2 separate regions of the Mustela erminea genome follow, and region 2 is linked to region 1. The links are chromatin contacts, called in public Hi-C maps. All regions are on one chromosome and are shown on one strand. Each heading gives the region's core, a stretch centred on a gene start, on an enhancer-like site or on the middle of the called end of the contact. The rest is flanking DNA. Distances are from core to core; before and after follow the strand shown. Region 1 holds the start of TRAPPC9 (trafficking protein particle complex subunit 9). Region 2 holds the start of AGO2 (protein argonaute-2).

Evidence for each region. Hi-C and Micro-C count contacts between places; a contact is called where the count stands out from the background.
Region 2: a contact with region 1 is called in a Hi-C map of spleen, with 2.3 times the contacts expected there. The contact joins the promoter of AGO2 here to the promoter of TRAPPC9 in region 1. A contact is called at or near these places in 2 of 3 Hi-C or Micro-C datasets (skeletal muscle and spleen).

What each region holds. Positions count from the first base shown.
Region 1 is chr16:82,073,258-82,075,957 of mMusErm1.Pri, forward strand. It overlaps TRAPPC9 (trafficking protein particle complex subunit 9), which reads right to left and starts at 1,375. Exons shown (of 24, transcript XM_032316499.1): 1 at 1,227-1,375. It overlaps LOC116574987 (collagen alpha-1(I) chain-like), which reads left to right and starts at 179. Exons shown (of 7, transcript XM_032316018.1): 1 at 179-190; 2 at 589-1,067; 3 at 1,172-1,387; 4 at 1,530-1,675. The coding sequence starts at 179.
Region 2 is chr16:82,218,346-82,221,045 of mMusErm1.Pri, forward strand. It overlaps AGO2 (protein argonaute-2), which reads right to left and starts at 1,285. Exons shown (of 19, transcript XM_032316691.1): 1 at 1,101-1,285. The coding sequence starts at 1,122.

The DNA of each region.
Region 1 (2,700 bases), core at 125-2,624:
AGGCCGCACAGTGTGAGGCTCGGTTTAGATGAAACGCCCACAGCATGTACACTCCTGGAGGCAGAAAGTAAATGAGCGGCTGTGGGGGCTGCAGAACAGAAGAAGGGCCTGCCAACCGGGGGGGGGGGGGGGGGGGGGGGGGGTTCTTTTTGGAGTGGTAAAACGTGCTGGCACCGGGATGGCCCCGACGGTGGGTGTACTGAAGCCGCGGCACCCTACATTCTAAATGGGTGTTTTCTGTGGTTGTGAATGCTACCTCAATAGAGCAGTTATTTTAAAAAAACATTTCTTGACAACCGCGGGTCCCTCTCCACTACTATTCTGCCACGCGGTTTAAGAAAAACACGCACACGGGCTTGCGGGATCTGGAGTATGGCGAGACTCCTGGGTCTCCCGCCTCGGGCCGGACTGCGGTCCTTTCCCCTTAACAAGTACTAGCTGGGCTGGACGAGGAAGTGGCGGTCACCGTTTCTCCAACACTGACAGTCACTCGTCGAGAGTCGGGGGAGGGGCGCCGGTGCACGGAGCCTGTCCCAGCCCTGCCCGGCTCTCTGGGAACGAAGGCCAGCCCTGCGGTCCACATTTTAGTCCCCGTCGCTGGAAAAGCACGGGATCCAACGAGCAGCCCCTCCGACCACCAGAGGGTATAGGTCAGAGGGCCTGTGCGGCGGCCCGGGCAGCGCGCGCGGACCGCGAGGGGAGGCGGCCACAAGCGCGGCGCGGGCTCGCTCCGTTCCCCCCGGCGCCCGCGGCTCGGACGGCGCTGACCACGGAGGCTCCCGTCCCCGCACGCAGCGCCTGGGGCCGCCGAGCTGGGTCGCAGGCACCCTCGACCCGGGGGAGAGCGAGGGTGACCGGGACAGGACGGTAGCCCCGGGCCGGCCGGGCCGCCCTGCGGGGACACCAGCGCGCGCCGGGGGCCCCCCGACCTCACGCGGCCCAGGGGCCGGGACGCGGCAGCGGAGTGGGGAGGGGGCGGCAGCGGAGTGGGGAGGGGGCCGCCGCCGCGCGCCGCGGGGAGCAAGGCCGGGGCCCCAGGGCGGCAGGTGCCGGCACGGCCCGCACAGGTGAGCAGCGGGCGCCGGGCAGGCTCCCGGGCCGGGGTGGGGGTGAAGGGACCCGGCCCGGCAGGTGCGCGCTGACTCGCGCCCTCGCTCGCCGCCACACACAGGCAGCCCTCCCGCCGCCGGCGACCCCCGCCCCGCAGCCCCCCACCTCGCACTTACGCAGCCGGCGGCCCGGGCCCGGAGCGGGAGCCAACGGCCTGGCGGGCGGCGGGGCGGAGCAGCCTCTGCGACCGCTCCCCCTACTCAGAGCGGGCGCTTCCGACCCGCGGCCGCGCCGGCACCCTCCTGCGCATGCTCGGGGCGGTCCGGGCCGGCAATCCGCTCCGGGTTTTGGGAGGGACGCGGGGAGCGGGACGCGAGGGGAGGGGAGCGGAGAGGAGGGCTGGGAGGGGAGGGAGGAGCCGCGCGCGCCGACGGAGGGGCTCGGTCGCCGCGCCGCTTTCCAACCCTCCTGGCGCGCAGCTCGGATTCCCGCGGCTCTGCGGGCGCGGGCGCGGGGGGCGGCCGTCCCCGCGCCCCGCCGGCCCCTGCGCCCCGGAGACCAACCCCCGCGGGCACTAGCGTGGAGAACTGCCCGCGGCTGGACGAGGGCCGCTTCTGCACACCGGGCGAGCCTCCCGCGCGCGCTCTCCGCGCAGCCCTGGGCGCTGGGGCGGGGAGGGGGCGCCAGAGTCGGGTCCCCAGGTCTCCCGCTGGAGCCGCTCCCGGCGCGCAGCGCAGCGGCCCGGCACAGAGCGGGTGGGAGCCGCTGTTCCCGAGGCCAGAAGCCACTTTGGGATTTCAACTTCTGTGTTAAAAATGGGTGCGGAAAGCGGAATTCACGTGCGGACCTCAGAGCGACACAGCACATTGGGGAAGATCTGGAAAGGACATGGTCAACAGCGTCACCTCCAGAAAGGGCCAAGGGAAGGGGATGGCGGGGGAAGACGCTCTTTCCGCGTAGCTTTGTGTTGTTTTGTTTTCAAATAAAAAGTGTTTTCGGGGCGCCTGATTGGTTCAGTCAGTAGAGCAGGCAACTCTTGATCTCAGGGTCCCGAGTTCAAGGCACACCGTTGATCATGGAACCTACTCTAAAAAAAAAAAAAAATTTAATGTCCTGGAAAACAAGAATCGTCCCCTCACCAAATACAGCAGACACGAAAGAAAGGGGCCATCATCTTTGCTGGCAGCCAGCAAGCATTTATTGACTCTTTGCTATGGGCCAGTGCTGTTTTATGACTTACTTTATTATTCATATTTTTTAACAAAATATTCGTTCATATTTTTTAACAAAATAATAATATGCTATCCCTCATCCCTGCCCAGAGTCAGTGGAAAAACAATTTTTTACTGAATTGTTTCCCAAAGAGTAGGAATGAGTTACAAGCAGAACACATCTTCAGGGCAAAGCAGGGGAAGCCGATTTCCAGCATGCCAGAGAGCCGGGAAGTGTTTTCAACAGAGGTCCCCAGACGCTGAGAGAGAGTGCCTCCAACACACCACAAAAGGATGCCCACAGGGGCTGCTCTGTGGCATTAAGAATGCAGGCTGACAAGAGAAAACCGACATTACAAGAGCCACCCTGGATGGAGGTCTGTGTGCTGGGAACAGAGCTCCACTATGCAGCTCCCTCTGTCTTCCTAAGTCCCATGCA
Region 2 (2,700 bases), core at 35-2,534, 140 kb after region 1:
GGCCTGCAGCCGGCTGGAGCCTGGCGGACAAAGAGGGGGCCAGGCAATGCCCCGTCCAAGTGGCAGGGCCGGCGGGGAAATTTAGGAGCCACGTGCCTGGTGGGAGAAGGAAAAAAGCTTTACAACGACTTGACCATTCTCTCGGCCCAGCACCTCAAACGCCCTTCCACGGAGCATTTAAAACCAGGGGAAATGTGTTACTCCTTTAAGTTTTTTTAGAACTTTCCCAAAGAAAGAGCGGACTAGTAAGACGGGGTGCTAAGGGAATCAACACATCTCCTCACCGTCTTCTAGTAAATTGTAAAAGGCAATTAGCACTTGAATAAGCAGCCGGCGCGTCTGGAATGAAAATGAGACGCACGCACTTTTAGGGTTTTAAGGCGCCGCTTCCCGTCCCGTCCAGGGTCCTAACCACCAACGGGAATTGGCCGAAATTCAGCCTCGCCAGACTCGCCCCCGGAGAAGGGGCCGCAGAAGCGCAGGCGACCAGAAAAACGAAACTGAGTGCGCTCCAGGCTCGCCGGGCTCGGTCTGGCGCCGGAGCCGCGCGTCCCCGGCCCCCGCCGTCCGCGCCCCGAGCTCGGCGCCGCCGGGCCCGGCGCCCCTCCGGCGCTTCGAGCCGCGCGGCCGGGCCCCGCCATCCCCGCCGGGGCCCGCGGGGCGCATGGGGGCCGGGGCCGCGCGCGGGAGGCCGGGCCGGGCGGCGGGCGAGGCGGGCGCGGGCCTCGGGCCTACACGCGGGCCGCGCGGCCCCGGCCTCCGGCTCCACCCGCCGGGCTCCGGGCGCGGGAAGGGCCCAGGCCGCACGGGGGGCGTCCCGACGCCTCGGGGCCGGAGGAGGCCGGGGGCTGCGCGCCCGCGGGGGGCCCGGGGAAACGGCCGGCGGCCCGGCCCCGCCGACCCGCGCCCCCCCCCGCCCCGCCCGCCCCGGGGACCCCGCCGCCCGACCCGAGAACCCCCCCCCGCCGCGGCCTCGACCCCCGCCCGCCGCCGCCCCCCGCCCCCCGGCCCCCGGCCCCCGGCCCGCGCCCGCCAACCGCCGCCGGCGCCGCGGGGACGAGCGCGAGCGGCCGGGCCGGCGCCCCCGCGCGAGGACTCACCGGGGCCGGCTCCCGAGTACATGGTGGCGCCGCCGAGGGGCTCCGGGGCCGAGGGGCGGCCGCGCGCGCGCCACGGGCCCCGACGCCGCGAGCCGGGAGGGAGCCGCCGGCCGCACGATCCGCCCCGGCGCGGCCGCCTCGCCAAACAGGTTTACCCGACGCGGCCGGGGCGGCGGGCGGAGGCGGCGGGCGGGGGGGGAGGGGAGGGGGGAGGAGGGAGGGGCGAGAGAGAGAGGGAGGGGAGGAGGGAGGGGAGGAAGAGGGGGAGGGAGGGGCGAGAGAGACGGAGGGGAGGAGGGAGGGGAGGAGGCGGAGGAGGGCGGGGCGAAGGCGAGGGGAAGGAGCGGGAGGGGAGGAGGGGCGGGGTCGGCGCGCGGGCGGCCGGGCGCGGGCGCGGGCGGGGGGAGCGGGATCGCGGCCCCGCGGCGAACTGGGGGCGGGAACGGCGCGGGCCCGGGGGGGGGGCGCGGGGGGGGCCCGCCGCGGGGGCGGACGCGGGGCGGACGCGGGGCGGACGCGGGGCGGGGGGGCCCCTCCCAGCCACTCAGAGCGGCGACGTCTCCCCGACTGGGCGGAGCGGGCCAGCCCGGCGCTGCCGCCAGAGGCCGGGAAGAAAGAAAAGAAAACACACCCCTGGTTTCCCCGCCGCCTCGGCGCGCGTGGGGAGCCCGTTCTGGCGGCTCGCCGGGGGCCCGAGCGGCGGCCGCGGCGGGGAGGAGGGACGCACGGCCCCGCCACCCTTACCCGCACCTGGGCCCGGGGAGCTTGGACACGGTGCGGGCGTGCGGTTGGAGTCCGCGCGCCCCAGCGTCCCCGCCTGGATTTTTTTTTTTTTTTTTTTTTCAAGTTATTACCGAAACGTGCATGTCGGGAAGCTTGCTCCCAGCACGGAGCTTGAACTTGAACGCGTGCTGGCCCTCTTACACGACCACACCGCCACCTCCCGGCCAAGCACCCAGATAATCCTGGGGGAAAAAAACTTGGAACTGTATATATAAAGTTTTTGGTCAATTTTAGCTGCCATCAATGCTGAGATCCAACCCCGGCTCCTCCCCAGCGCTCTGGGGCCTCCGCAGGGTTTCCCCGCGGGGCCTTTCTCGGACCCCATCATACTCCTCCGTGCGTCTCGGTACTTACCCGCCTTGTACTTGGCAAAGCCGTCCCTCCCACCCAAATCCTCCTCCATCCTTCCAGACCCCTGGATCCAACTGTTTGGGGATCCTTTCCCAGGGAAGCCAGTCCACAGTGACCTCCCTTCTCTCCGAAATGGTGGGTGACTGGAAGTCTGACGGTGAAATGCGATCCAGACGTGCTCACGGTCGTTTCAACGCCCTTGCCCACGCATCCTCCGTCCTGTAAACGTGCGTTACCTGCATACTGGGTGCTAAGAACGGAGTGCTCCGGCCGGCCCGGGTGAGGGTGAGGCGAAGACAAGAGCTCTGCCCGCAAGGAGTTAAGCATCTAAAATAGGCTCACTGCCAGCTCTTTGCAATTCTCAAGGGCATCCCTAAAAAAGTGCCAGGAACCCTTGATTTCCTCCACAGAGAAACTTAAAAGGACACCGATCTTCAGCAAATCATTGATATGAATGGGGTTGGTC